Regions from separate parts of the Sus scrofa genome. Here all the other regions are linked to region 2. A link is a contact called in public HiChIP or PLAC-seq and promoter capture Hi-C data. All regions are on one chromosome and are shown on one strand. The core of a region is the stretch at or near the end of the contact, and the rest is flanking DNA. Distances in the headings are between cores, read along the strand shown. Region 1 overlaps PLAT (plasminogen activator, tissue type). Region 2 holds the start of POLB (DNA polymerase beta). Region 3 holds the start of PLAT (plasminogen activator, tissue type).

Region 1 (4,453 bases), core at 420-2,919, 160 kb after region 2:
GCCTCTCTCTCTCTCTCTCTCTTTTTTTTTTTTGTTCTTTCCTTTTTTGGTCACCCACGGCATTTGGAGATCCTGGGCCAGGGATCAGATCTGAGCCACAGTTTTCACCTAAGCCACGGCTACAGCCAATGCCAAACCCTTCAACCCACAGTCTTGGGCCGGGGTGCTGCGGAGAAGCCGCTGATTTCATTGCATCACAGCAGGAACTCCACCTTTGATCTCTTTCTGAAAGGTTTCTTCAGACCCCTCAACCACCCCACCCAGCTCGACAATCATAAAAAGGTTGCACGCAAAAACTAAACCGTGATCTATTGGCTAGGTCAAGTTAAAACAGAAATCGTTTCCATTCCGTAAGACAACAGCTAACAATTACCGGGAGTTTTACTAAAGGTCATACATTGTTTTTAGAGCTTTTTAAGCTTTCTCCCCCACAATTCCCATAACCTTATAAGGGAGGTAGGATGACTTCCATTGGGGATGAGTATTCATTCTCTAGTATCATTCAGGTAGGAACACTGAAGCTGAGTTAGCCCCAAGGCTACTAAGTGGCGGAGTTACAAGCCAGGTACAGACCTGAAATATCTGAGCAATTAGCTTAATTCCACTTTACAAGGTAAATAACAACCCAATTCTCCAGAGGACCGAGATCATGGAGATAAAATTTCCCTCCCCCAGGAGTCCCCACTGTGGTGCTGTGGGTCAATGAGCCGGCTCCTCTGTGGTTCAATCCCCGGCCCTGCACAGTGAGTTAAGGATCGGTGGTGTGGCTGCAGCTGTGGCACAGGTCGCAGCCACAGCTCTGATTTGATCCCTGGCCTGGGAACTACCACCTGCGCTGGGGGCAGCCGAAAAAGCAGAAAGAATGCCTTCCCCAAACTAAACTCTTTGAAGACTGTGGATAGTAATACTACGAATGTTCACCCTAACTTCCCCCAGAGCGTCTGCCTTCTCGTAAAACAGCTCACCTGTTCTCCTTCCTGCAGGGGGACTCGGGCGGCCCCCTGGTGTGTATGAAGGGCAACCACATGACCTTGGTTGGCGTCATCAGCTGGGGCCTGGGCTGCGGGCAGAAGGACGTTCCGGGTGTGTACACCAAGGTCACAAATTACCTGAACTGGATTCGAGACAACACGAGACCGTGACCGAGAACCTCACGGAGACGCTACTTCCTCCACCTTGGAGACGATGCGCCGAGGCGGGTGCTTCTTCCCGCCGCCCAGGCAGGGGGAAGGTGTTATCTTCGCAGGTACTTCCCATCTGAGAAGTTTTCAGGACTTAAGGTCTGAAATGGACTCTGTCAGTCGGGGACAATGGATGAATGCCACCTGAACACCACCACCCAGCACAGAAGCCCACCTCCTGCTCTGTCAATGCCAGAAGCATTGGAAACGGGACCACAAAGATAAAAGTGTGTCTCAAGAGTCAAAGAGAACTTGATCCTTCAGGGAAGAAGGGTTGCATTAGAAATAGAATGTCTATTTATAGTCACAGGAAGCTGGGGGCTCTTAGGGAGGGAGGGGCTGGCTGGCCAGATCAGACTCCTCAAATCCAGCCTTTAAATCAAGTGTCTGGCTTTCCTTTGCTCCAGCTCTTGGAAGGAAATCCTGTCGTGCACAGTGTAATTCTTTTTTCTTTATAAACATCATAATAGAAGAGGAGACACATGTCATTTGAATAACTGAGAAACTAGGCTTCAGCTTATTTATATCAATCCAGTCTCGTGTTTATTTACTATGTTGCCACAACCCTGAATGATATCTTACTGGAATAATAAAGTCTGATATATTTTTCACATATTTTCCCAAATCAGAGTGGAGTCGTTTGTGACCCCCGCCCCCCAGCTCTTTTATCCATGTTACTCCTGTCCACATTCTTTGAATCATTGGAAATATTTCCTTTCATTCATTCAGAATAGCTGCGGCATACAGTGTGCTGTACTAGGTGCTGTGGTTGGGAAATAAAGGGGGGAAGAAAGGAGCTTTTGGTTTGATTGGAAAAGAGCTATTTAGGGAAATGACAAGGCAGAATGGAGATGGAGCACAAAAAGGAAGTTTTACTGAAACTTAGCTGCAGGAAGGATTGGAGAATGTTAAGGAACAAGATAAAATTAGGTAGGCTTTTCAAAAATTGGTCATGATTTGGGCTGGTAGAGAGAGGTGGTAAAGGCTTTTTTTTTTTTTTTTTTTTTTGGCTATGCCCACAGCATGAGGAAGTTCTCAGGCAGGGATTGAAACCTGTGACCTGAGCCACAGTGGTAACAATGCTGGATCCTTAGCCTGCTAGGCCACCAGGGAACTCTGTGGAGTGCATTCCTCAGGCAAGGAACATCCCTGTGTGAAAATCTGCAGATCTAGAGAGCAAAAAAGGCCGGGGAAGTGAGGAAAGGAACTGAGTTGTACAGTTGGTCCAAAGTGAAGTTTATGAAGAAGAATGTAGGTTGGAATTTAATTACGGTGTTTTGAATGCCAAACTGAGCTTTGGACTTGATTCTGAAACTGATAATACATGAGACTTGAACCTAGCCAGAGCCCAGATGGGACTTGAACCCACGTGCTGGACCCAGCCAAAAATCCAGATTGGGACTTGAACCCATGGATTTTAAATGAGAACCACTCACCTGGTGTCTGGATTTGTTGAGGTTCCGGTTCTTTGTGCCTGAGCATAGAACGTATTCAGCGAGAGACAAAGTGATGGACAAGAGATAGATTTTATTAAGATAAGATGCTTGTGAGAGATGCAAGTGGGCAGGGGAGGAGACCCTGCCCGAGGATTAGGTGGACTACAGTTTTATCATGTAAGGGGAGTGGGGGTGGAATCTGCTTCAGTGAATCTGCTTCTTCTGTATCACTTTGAACTGAGACATAAAGAACCTGAACTTCAGTCCTGAAATCAGGTCCCGCTGTGGCTCAGTGGTTAACGCATCTAACTAGGAACCATGAAGTTGCAGGTTCGATCCCTGGCCTTGCTCAGTGGGTTGGGGATCTGGCATTGCTGTGAGCTGTGGTGTGGGTTGCAGATACGGCTCTGATCTCAAGTTGCTGTGGCTCTGGCGTAGGCCGGCAGCTACAGCTCCAATTAGACCCCTAACTTGGGAACCTCCATATGCCGTGGGAGCAGCCCTAGAAAAGGCAAAAAGACAAAAAAAAAAAAAAAAAAAAAAAAAGAAAGAAAGAAAGAAAAAAAGAAAAGCAGTGGAGAAGATCCTGTCATGGCTCAGTGGTTAACGAACCTGACTGGCATCCATGAAGACATAAATTTGATCCCTGGCCTCGCTGAGTGGGTTAAGGATACCGAGTTGCCGTGAGCTATGGTGTAGCTCACAGACTTGGCTCAGATCCCGAGTTGCTGTGGCCCTGGCATAGGATGGCGGCTACAGCTCCGACTGGACCCCTAGCCTGGGAACCTCCATGTGCCGCGGGTGCAGCTCTAAAAAGACAAAAAAAAAGGCAGTGAGATTAAGTCCCAATCTGAGTTGTGAGATTTTGTTAGGGCACAATTGACTGAAACTGCCCACCTTGGCAGGCATGGTAATAGCCACTTGCATGAGTTATCTTACAAGGGGGTGGGGTCCCAACAAGGAACAAAGTGCTACCCTGAAGAATAACTGGGAGGATCTGTGAGGGGCCAGTAGGGAGAAGATGACCAACCTCCCAGAATCCTTAGTGCTGGAATCCATCTTGGTGGAAAGATGCTCACACCACCAAGAAGGAACCAGAGCCAGACCACGTAGGTCTGAGCAAGATGACTGGCCAGAAACAACCCAGAGGGAGTTCCCATCGTGGCTCAGCAATAACGAATCTGACTAGGATCCACAAGGATGTGGGTTTGATCCCTGGCCTTGCTCAGTGAGTTAAGGATCCGGTTTGATGTGAGCTGTGAGCTGTGGTGTAGGTTGCAGACATGACTCAGATCTTGTGTTGCTGTGGCTGTAGCGTAGGCCGGCAGCTGCAGCTCCAATTGGACCCCTAGTCTGGGACCGTCCACATACCGCATGTATGGAAGGAAGGAAGGAAAGAAAGGAAAGAAAGAACCCAGAAACCAATGCCATCCCATAAACCCTGAGACATGAGGCAGAACAATTCTTCTGGGTTCCTTCACCTGCTGTTTTCCGCCTGGGCACCCCTTCCCAATAAAGTCTCTTGCTTTGTCAGCACCTGTGTCTCCCCAATTCATTCCCGAGTGTTAGGAGGCCACACTCAGGCCCTGGAAGGGGGTCGTACCCCCGGCCCACTTCCTGCCAGAGTTTCACTGCCTGACAGTTTTTTGTCAGTGACACCCCGGATCTAAGAGTAAATCTGATGATGCAATGCTTGCTATTGGGTACAGGCCGGTTCCTTGGAGAAGAGGAGACATGGTCGCAATTGTCCCCTCCCCCCACCCCCCTTCCCCCCGCCCCGGCTGTCAGAACTGCTCAGCTTTGAGGATCTTAGAAGAAAAGTAGTTTTCGACTCAC
Region 2 (4,453 bases), core at 414-2,913:
CAAGGTGAACATCACTGAGAGTCCAGTGAGATGAGATATGGGTGAGAACCTTTTCAGAGGAATAGAGGGATGAAAATTATACTGCAGTGAGAGGAGGAATGACGGGATGAGGAAATCCAGGCCAGGAATTCAGATTATTCAAGGTCAACTGCAAAGTGGAGGAAAGAGAAAGGCGCTAGCTAGAGGGTAGAAGAAAGTTAAGAAGTTTACTTTGATTTTGCTTTTAAAAGCTGAGGCATTGGAGTTCCCCTCGTGGCTCAGTGGTTAACAAATCCGACTAGGAACCATGAGGTTGCAGGTTCGATCCCTGGCCTCGCTCAGTGGGTTAAGGATCCGGCGTTGCCATGAGCTGTGGTGTAGGTTGCAGACGCGGCTGGGATTCCGAGTTGCTGTGGCTCTGGTGTAGGCTGGCAGCTACAGCTCCGACTGGACCCTTAGCCTTGGAACCAACATATGCTGTGGGAGTGGCCCAAGAAATGGCAAAAAGACATTAAAAAAAAAAAAAAAAAAAAGGTGAGCATTTGGACAGGCTAAGGGGGCAGACAGAGGTGGTTGTGGTATTAACGGCTAGAATAAAGCCCCTGGTGAAATGGACAAGGATGCTGCACAGTAGAAATAAGCACAACACTGTAAAACAACTATACTTCAATTAAAAAAGAAAAGGACAAGGACGGGATCCAAAAAGGTAACAGATTAGCCACAGACCAAACAGACGGAAAGACTTCCTTGAACCATATCTTCTTTCAACACAGACCTCTCCCACTCTCTCATTATGGCTTAAAATTAAACTGCATTTTCAGTAATCCACATTTGATGACGGGAAAAACAGGTATTAACCTTTTTTCAATCAGAATTGGCAACTAATCAAAATTGATCCTACAAAGCTGTGCCCAAATTCTCCCAGGAGTATCACAGTAAGGTGCCACCAAAGTCAATACTCTCAGTTCTTGTTTTTTTCTCCTCCTGCAGATGGTCCAAATATCCACTAGACCCTCAGCCCGGCTGACTGCCACACATCCCAGAGAACGCCGCACGGTCTCACCTATAGGCGTTGTACTTGTGTATAGCCTGGTTCACGTTCTTCTCAAAGTTTGCGAGTTCTGAAAAGGCAACAGGAAAGTCGGGTGAGCAAGAACCACGAGTAAACAAGTGAGAACGGAGTTTCCTGGAAGAGGACCTAAAAGCTTCTCAGGGACAGTGACCCCTGCTTGTAAACCGGCCAGGCCAAGGGCAACCCAAGCGTGACGCAAGGGTCCCCCAGCAGGGCTGACAATCAGCACCGGCGCCGAAGGAAGATCTGCAAGGCAGACTCCGCGCTGTGAGGGGCCAACCCATCCCTGAGCTTGTCGAGCGAGGACAGAGAGAAGGGAAGGCAATGGGGAGGGAGAAGAGGAGAAAGCCTGCGGCACCCGGCTGGCACTAACCTGTGAGCATGTCGGTGATGCCTCCGTTCAGAGTCTCCTGCGGCGCCTTCCGCTTGCTCATGGTGGTCTGCACGCGAGGACCGCAGCGCGCTCACAGCCGGCGACAAGCCCCCTCTCCCAGCTTTAAGTAAGGGCCGGGACTTGGAGAGGGGGGAGGACCATCATGGTCTCCGCCAAGCCAGCGAGACCGGCGGAACAATGGCTGCCTCTGACAGGGGGCGCGGCGCGTGGCGCGCTGATGACGTCACGCGCTCGGGGCGGGGCCTCTGCCAGGGTGGGCGGGGCCGGTGCTAAGGTGGGCGGGGCGCGGCCGGTGCAGAGGATGGGGTGGGGCTAGCGGTGGAGCGAGAGAGAAATGGGTATCTGGAAGACAGGCTGGGCCAGAGCTTGGATTTGGCGGACGGAAGTTGGATGCCCCAGGATTACATCCCAATGGGTTTCCTAAGGGAGGGCCTGGATTTCTGACTCAAGACGTTTTACCTGTCTTCCCAGTATGTTTCTCTGCAATCCTCTCCCTTGAGGGGCAGTTGGGTTTTGACTCTAAAGTCAATACCTCAGGTGGCGGTGGGGGTATGTAAGATGGTGGGATGCGGGTAGAATACATACCATATGTGCACAGTAATAGGTGTTGGATGCATCACGTGCTTTATGTCTGATTAGTTGTAACACTGGCGTCAGACATTGTCCAAACTTGCTGCGAGATAGCAGTGCAGTCCACTCTGTAGAGGAGTCCTGTAAGGTTGCTGCATGAGCCTGGAATGAAGTCTGCGGATCATAGGAAATGCCCCAGCCTAAACTCTTTGGCAGATATGCCAACCAATGTCGGAAGATAATTTTATTTTTTTGTTCTGCTCTTTTTGCACTGGGGGCAGAAGTGGAAAAAAAAAAAAAAAACAATAAGAAGGGAAAAGTCATTAACCTAGATAGATAATGAGCAGTGTAACTGCCATTACAACATAATGACCTATATCTGAGAAATTTACAGCTCTGCTTGAGAAATGGAAATGTGGCAACAGCACTATTTAATTTCCAAGTATAACTCCTGAGGTTCATACTCAACTGCCAATTCCAGGCAATTGCTTTGTATGTAAATAAAATTAAAAGCCTCGCAAAATGATACATGGTTGCTGTAGCAAAATCAGAAATGTATAGGAGAAGAGAAAATGAACATCAATGATTATCTCACCATCCAGCTTAACCACTACTCATATTTTGGAACATATACTTCCAATCTTCTAATCCAGTCCTTTTAAAATCCCCGTCATTTTTCGACAATGGAATAATTACATAAAATTAGTTTCTGTGGTTAGGTCATGCCTGGGTTTTTTGTTTTTTGGTTTGTTGGGGGAGGTTGTTTGGTTTTTTAGAATACAAGTGTACACCTTAACATTATGCTTCTTGGACATTTGTATGTCTTCTTTTGTGAATTTCCTATTTATATCCTTTGCTCATTTTTCTAATGGGGTAGTTGTCTGTTTCTAACTTACATTTTTAAACTACTACTACTAACCCTTTTGTGTATATTGCATTTGTAAATATTTTGGTAAATATTTGCATCATCTCCTTATCCCTTGCCTTTTAACTTTCTTCTAAAACTTCTTAACACCTTGATCCACACCTTCATTTAGATATTCTCCGTTCTGCCTTTTTCCTATGCAATCTCCATTCCAGTTGTATTCATATTATTTTGTTCTCATGAATGGTCATTTCTCATTAAATAAAAAAATTTTCACCTCTGAATAATGACAGTTACAACTTTAGGCAATTGTGGGATCACTTTTTTCTTCTTCTTCTTTGGCTGCCTGGCATCATATGGAAATTCCTGGGCCAGGGATCAGAGCCCAGCCACAGTTTCGGCCTACGCCACAGCTGCAGCAACGCTGGATCCTTAACCTGCTGTGCCAGGTTGGGGATTGAACCTGTATCCCAGCGCGGCAGAGACAACACTAATCCTGTTGCACAACAGTGGGAACCCTTAGGATCACTTTTTATATGAGTTACACTAACTGTTAAAAGATCAGTGCCAGAAAAATCCAAGGAAATTAATCAATGCTCTGTTCTCATCTTCTTGGACTAAACAGTAACCTTGGATCCACTCAACTACTTTTCCTGAAATAATCTGTTTTCACTTGGCTCCTAAATTAGCCTCTGCTCTGGGTTGCCCTTGTTCCTTACTGTTCCTTACTAACCACTCCTTCTCCAGTGTTTTTTCTTTTTAGGGCCACACCCTCAGCATTTGGAAGTTGCCAGGCTAGGGGTTGAATTGGAGCCGTAGCTTCGGGTCTACGCCACATCAACACAACGCCAGATCCAAGCGACGTCTGCGACCTACATCACAGCTCATGGCAACACTGGATCCCTAACCCGCTGAGTAAGGCCAGGGATCCCAAGTCCTCATGGATACTAGTTGGGTTAGTTACCACTGAGCCACAATGGGAACTCCTCCAGCGTTTTGTTTTGTTTGCTTGTGGGTGTGCTTGTTCCTTGGCTCGCCACTCTCCAGTCTTCATGGGAAAGTGCCTCAGGCCTTGATCCTCTAACTAGCTTTTCCACCCTGTCCAGTTTCACCCTTTCAAAGGCCATGTCTAGCATGAAATCCCCTAAGTGTATATTTCTAGCCCTGATCCCCCTTGAGCTCCAGTCTCAGATATCAAACTATACAGGGGACCTATCTACTTGTCCATAGTGGGCAGCTCAAAGGTAAAATGTCCTACAGAACTCTTGATTCTTGCCCCACCAACTTCTCCTTAACTCCCCCAGACCCCCTATTCCCCCCCTCCCCCAATGACATTTAATCCCCTCTGCCATTGGGCCAAAACCCTGGAGTCATTCTTAATTGTTCTTTTCACACCTCACACAATCTGTCAGCAGGTCTGGTCTAGCCTGTCTCCAGAGTATTTTGAATTGAATTACCTCCCATCACTTCTGCTGCCACCACCCTTGTCCAATCTACCATGACTTCACTCCCTAGTTACTTCCTAGCTTCTCAGTAGGCTTCCCACTTCTGCGCTTTTCCCCTGAAGGCCCCT
Region 3 (4,298 bases), core at 21-2,520, 130 kb after region 2:
GCATTCTCTCTCTCTAATCCATAGGTGACCTCAGCTGCCAAAGCTCAGCATAACTGAAAAACTTGACTGAGGTCACATCCCTAATTCCTGGTACAGCTGATTCAGGCGTCAGGCTTTCCCCTATACTGTGCGTGCGGCCCTCATTTATCAGTCATTTGCCAGATCCAGGTCAGACGGGGACATGTACATTTAAGGGCAAACACGGAAAAACTTCCTTGGTACGACGGTGGGTGGGGAGGGATGGAGCTTCCGCGTGTGCAGCCCGGTTCAGGCAGAGAGTGGACTCAGCGCCCCCAGTGGGTATTCCACAACCCAGTGGGGACCTCGGGAGCTCAGAAGACCTCAGTGGCCCCAGAAGGATTCAGTTTACAGAGAAATGAAATGATTTCCCCCAAGGTGACAGAGCTGGGGAGTGGCTGATTCCCGGGCAGGGACACTTTCCAGGGCAGGTGAGCAGGGAAGCCCTGCCCACTTCTTGTTTACCTGTCCTCACCCTCCCTCGGGTGCCTGACTTTCCTCTGCCCTGAAGGCGGCTGGTCCATCTGTCCAGCTCTTCCAACCTCTTGTGTCTGGAGCAGCAGAGCTATTCCTAGAGATTCCAGAAGAATCCCCCTCCCCCTTCCAGTCCCCTCGGAGTGCATTCGTTTAAAAAAGTAAACTCCGCTTCTTCAGAAAGGGGCTTCAAGTCAGCGGGTCTTCAGCATCCATTGAGATGGTTGTAACAACAACAACAACAACAACAATAATAATATTTTGCTTTTTAGGGCCAGCCTGTGGCATATAGAAGTTCCCAGTCTAGGGGTTGAATAGGAACTACAGATGCTGGCCACAGCCACGCCAGATCCTTAACCCACCGAGAGAGGCCAGGGATCAAACCCACATCTTCCTTGATTGATACTAGTCAGGTCCATAACCCACTGCGCTGCACTGGTAACTCCCGGTGACTGGTGACTAGAGTTCTAAAGGAAGACGTATCTTCAGGTCACAGTCTACCTCCCAAATTCCTGTGAATGATGACATCAGGACAGTGAATAATCAGCCCTGGCCCGAAGCCAGGATGGCCTGCGCCCGCTTCCAGGGGGAACTTCCTCCCCCTCTTTATAAAAACAGGCCCGCCCCGGCTGGGCTCCAGCGGCCAGTCCACTGGGCATCTTCCGGCGGCAGCAGAGAAGCCCGCCCACCCCAGGGCCACCGACCCCACCCCCTGCTTTGAAATTTAAAGGAGGCCGGAGCCGGCGCCGGGTGAGTGCTGCCGAGGTCCTGCAGAGCCCGGGGCTGAAGGGAGAGCCTGTCCGAGGAGAGAAGACGGCGGCGGCGACAGCGGCGGGCAGTGGCGGTAGGTGGGATTCTGCACCTCTCGGTCTCCTTTTCTCTCGCTCAAAAGTCTTTCTGAGTCGAGGAAGGAGCGCCGTCTGATCAAGGGGCCGACTTTGTGATTAGGGCCAGAAGCGGTCTGCGCCCGCAGGGAGCTTTCTTTGTGCATCTAATGGGGTGGGTGGGCTGGAGTGTTCGGAGGGGCGAGGCGACGGGGGTCAGGGGTGGAGAGGGGGCTGGAAAGGATGTATTTCCTGGAGCTGAAGATTGCAAAGGGGACAGTGAAAAGAATGGAACCCAAAGGCTCTGAAGAGACAATGGACGCGCCTCATGACTAACGGGCAAAAGATGTGAAAAGGGCTATCAGGGGTGAGTGCGCGGAGGGTCCCTGGGGGCATCTGGCTAGGCTGCCTCCCTCTGCGAACCCACAGGGAAACTGAGGCTGGGGAGGGTGGAGAGGGACTTGCCCACCGAGCCGGGGACTAGAGGAGGGGGCTGGCTCTGGGCTCCCCCTCAACACCCCTTCCTCTGCTGGCATCCCCTCCCCCACCCTGGTGCAAAGTGTGGGGACCTCAGAACTTTTCAACTCCAGGGGCAATCACAGCCATGTCATCTACTGCTAACATGTTCTGCAGGGAGCCTGTCTGGCCCTCAAGGGTTTCGATGTTATTATCTGCATTTTCTTAACCTCAAGGGGAGGGAGAGAGGGAGCTCTCGGGTAACTGATGGCAGACTCAAGCCCAAAGAAGTGTGGTAGTGAGAATCCGTCGTGGTGGTTTTCTGCACCTGGCTGATGAGAGAAAAATTACGTGTGTGAGTGTGTGAAGAAATTCCGAAAGCCAGTTCTTAAGTGGATTCCTCCCACTCCACCCCCCCAAAGGACTTCCTAGCAATTCTTGCCTGTGGGGCAGGAAGACATCCTGGGATGCACACACTGACCGGTCCAGAATCAATAGACGCAGGTCAGCATGAGCTGCCCGGTAAGTGCTTCCTGAGCACAGAGCCAGATGGGGCAGCTGCAGAGACGCCGTGAAAATGGAGCTAGAAATAGCTCTATCCTATCCATCGGTTGATTCTACTTAAAACGTTCTCCAGGACGCCAGCCTCAAAGTGCTGGCTCTCATTGAGAGCAAATGAGAGCCACTCTTTGCAGAGTCTCCAGGACCCTCTCAGTAAATTAATTCTGGGGACCCTCGTATCAGATGCTCCTGGGGATAAGGCTGCCCTTGGTGGCTTCCTTACAGGCCTGGTTCAGTTCCTGCTTTGAGCGAGTAGCTAAGAAACAGCAACGGTCCTGTTACTAGTTTGTGCTCAAGGAGGGGCTCTGGGACCTGGGGCCCTAGCTTGTTGGGGAGCAGAGCTGGAGGTCAGTAGGAGCAACTCAGCCACAACCCCCCGCTGGTGTGAGTTGAAGCCACCAGCGCCCCTCAGAAGGCTGTTGCGCTTCTGGGGCAGTTACTGTGCAGGTGGGCCTGTCACTAATCCCCCTGCGGCCTGGGGTTTTACAGCAGCGTAAGCGGTCCTTTGGCTTGATCGTCCTTTGGAGGGAGCAATGTTGGCCTTGGGTCTTCCAAAGCTTCCAGAGTGTGGGCAGGTCATTCTGGATTGGAGGCCAAGGTGGCAACCTGGTTTTTGGCTTTAATCGTGGACTCAGTTCCAGTCAAAACTCCAAACCCGTGTGCTTCTCTGAATACCAAATATCTGTATTGAGTTGAAATGTTCAGTTTTGGAGTTCCCTGGTGGCCTAGAAATTAAAGACCCAGAGTTGTCACTGCAGTGCCTCAGGTTCAATCCCTGGCCTGGGAACTTCTGCATGGTCTGGGCGCAGCCAAAAGAAAAAAAAAGTGTTCAGCGTCAATGACTATTTGGCATCTGCTGTCTCAGAATAAAATTCCTGTTTTCCAGGAGTGCTGATAAGATGGCCAGAATGGACAATGAGTGACCAGAATATTCTGTTCATTCTTTCTTGGGGCCATTCGCTTTGCATAGAGAAAAATTCTGTCCATAGTTTCAGGTGGTAAACCTCCTCCTGGTCAACCAGCTCAGAGAACCATGTGGCAGACTTCAAATGAAGCCAGTTAAAAAAGTGAGGGTGAGGGAGTTCCCGTCGTGGCTCAGTGGTAATGAACCCAACTAGATCCATGAGGATGAAGGTTCGATCCTTGGCCTTGCTCAATGGGTTAAGGATCCAGCGTTGCCATGAGCTGTGGTGTAGGTGGCAGATGCGGCTCAGATCTGGCATTACTGTGGCTGTGGCTTAGGCCAGTAGCTACAGCTCCGATTTGACCCCTAGCCTGGGAACTTCCATATGCTGCAGGTGTGGCCCTAAAATAAAACAAACAAACAAACAAAAACCAAGGGAAAAAAAAAAAAAACTGAGGATGATGTAGGCTCACAGAAAAGGCTAGAAAGAATCTTAGAGACTACCCATCCTGATCCAACCCAAAAAGCAGCCACAAGGTTCCTGATATTGGCTTAGGTATACCTACATACATAAGGACAGCATGTTTTCTTAGTGATATTTGTGCATTTTATATTTCACTTCCCTGCCTGGGAAAAAGATTCCTACAGAAGGGCATAGAGAGATAAACCTCGTGATCATCTGAAAGTTAAGACCTGTGATGTAGGAAAAATGAACCAGTGGCTGAGCACATGGCACGCATTTCATTGTTTTTTAAAAGCACGAATCAACAGGTTAAGGACCTGGCCTTGTACTGCTGTGGTTCTGATTACTGCTGTGGCTCAGGTTTGATGCCTGCTCTGGGAACTTCTGCATGTTGAGGATGTGGCCAAAAAAAAAAAAAAAAAAAGCAGGACTCAGACAAGTTCTGCTTCTGATCATAGTTCCCCAGGAAATGCTAGCAGCTCTTCTTCCTGTGGACAGGTACAATTGGGTGCCTTTAGCGGCTGCCCACGTCATCCACGCCAATGGCCAGGAGCCAGAGGGTGACTCTTGGCCACCTGGCCAGCTGGGCAACACCGCA

The links. Promoter capture Hi-C pulls out the DNA fragments that hold promoters and counts their contacts. HiChIP or PLAC-seq counts read pairs in DNA pulled down with a chosen protein or histone mark.
Region 1: a promoter capture Hi-C map of fetal skeletal muscle shows a contact between it and region 2, with 2.9 times the contacts expected there. The contact joins the enhancer-like site here to the promoter of POLB in region 2. A contact is called at or near these places in 3 of 5 promoter capture datasets (fetal liver, fetal skeletal muscle and liver), 3 of 47 Hi-C or Micro-C datasets (embryonic fibroblasts, fetal skeletal muscle and mesenteric adipose tissue) and 2 of 2 datasets of contacts at active chromatin or transcription factors (alveolar macrophages and skeletal muscle).
Region 3: an H3K27ac HiChIP or PLAC-seq map of alveolar macrophages shows a contact between it and region 2. The contact joins the promoter of PLAT here to the promoter of POLB in region 2. A contact is called at or near these places in 1 of 5 promoter capture datasets (liver) and 1 of 2 datasets of contacts at active chromatin or transcription factors (alveolar macrophages).

Annotation. Positions count from the first base shown.
Region 1 is chr17:11,192,942-11,197,394 of Sscrofa11.1, reverse strand. PLAT (plasminogen activator, tissue type) reads left to right here. Exons shown (of 16, transcript NM_214054.1): 16 at 984-1,796. The coding sequence ends at 1,142. Among named protein-coding and RNA genes, the nearest start is that of AP3M2, 28 kb to the right of the region's middle. Within about 2 kb of position 1,669, at least 2 of the 83 cell types and tissues checked have an H3K27ac peak or open chromatin away from gene starts, as enhancers often do. A contact at or near this core is called in fetal skeletal muscle and skeletal muscle, where this site is marked.
Region 2 is chr17:11,353,340-11,357,792 of Sscrofa11.1, reverse strand. POLB (DNA polymerase beta) reads right to left here and starts at 1,663. Exons shown (of 15, transcript XM_021078254.1): 1 at 1,425-1,663; 2 at 1,043-1,100. The coding sequence starts at 1,485.
Region 3 is chr17:11,220,793-11,225,090 of Sscrofa11.1, reverse strand. It overlaps PLAT (plasminogen activator, tissue type), which reads left to right and starts at 1,270. Exons shown (of 16, transcript NM_214054.1): 1 at 1,270-1,336.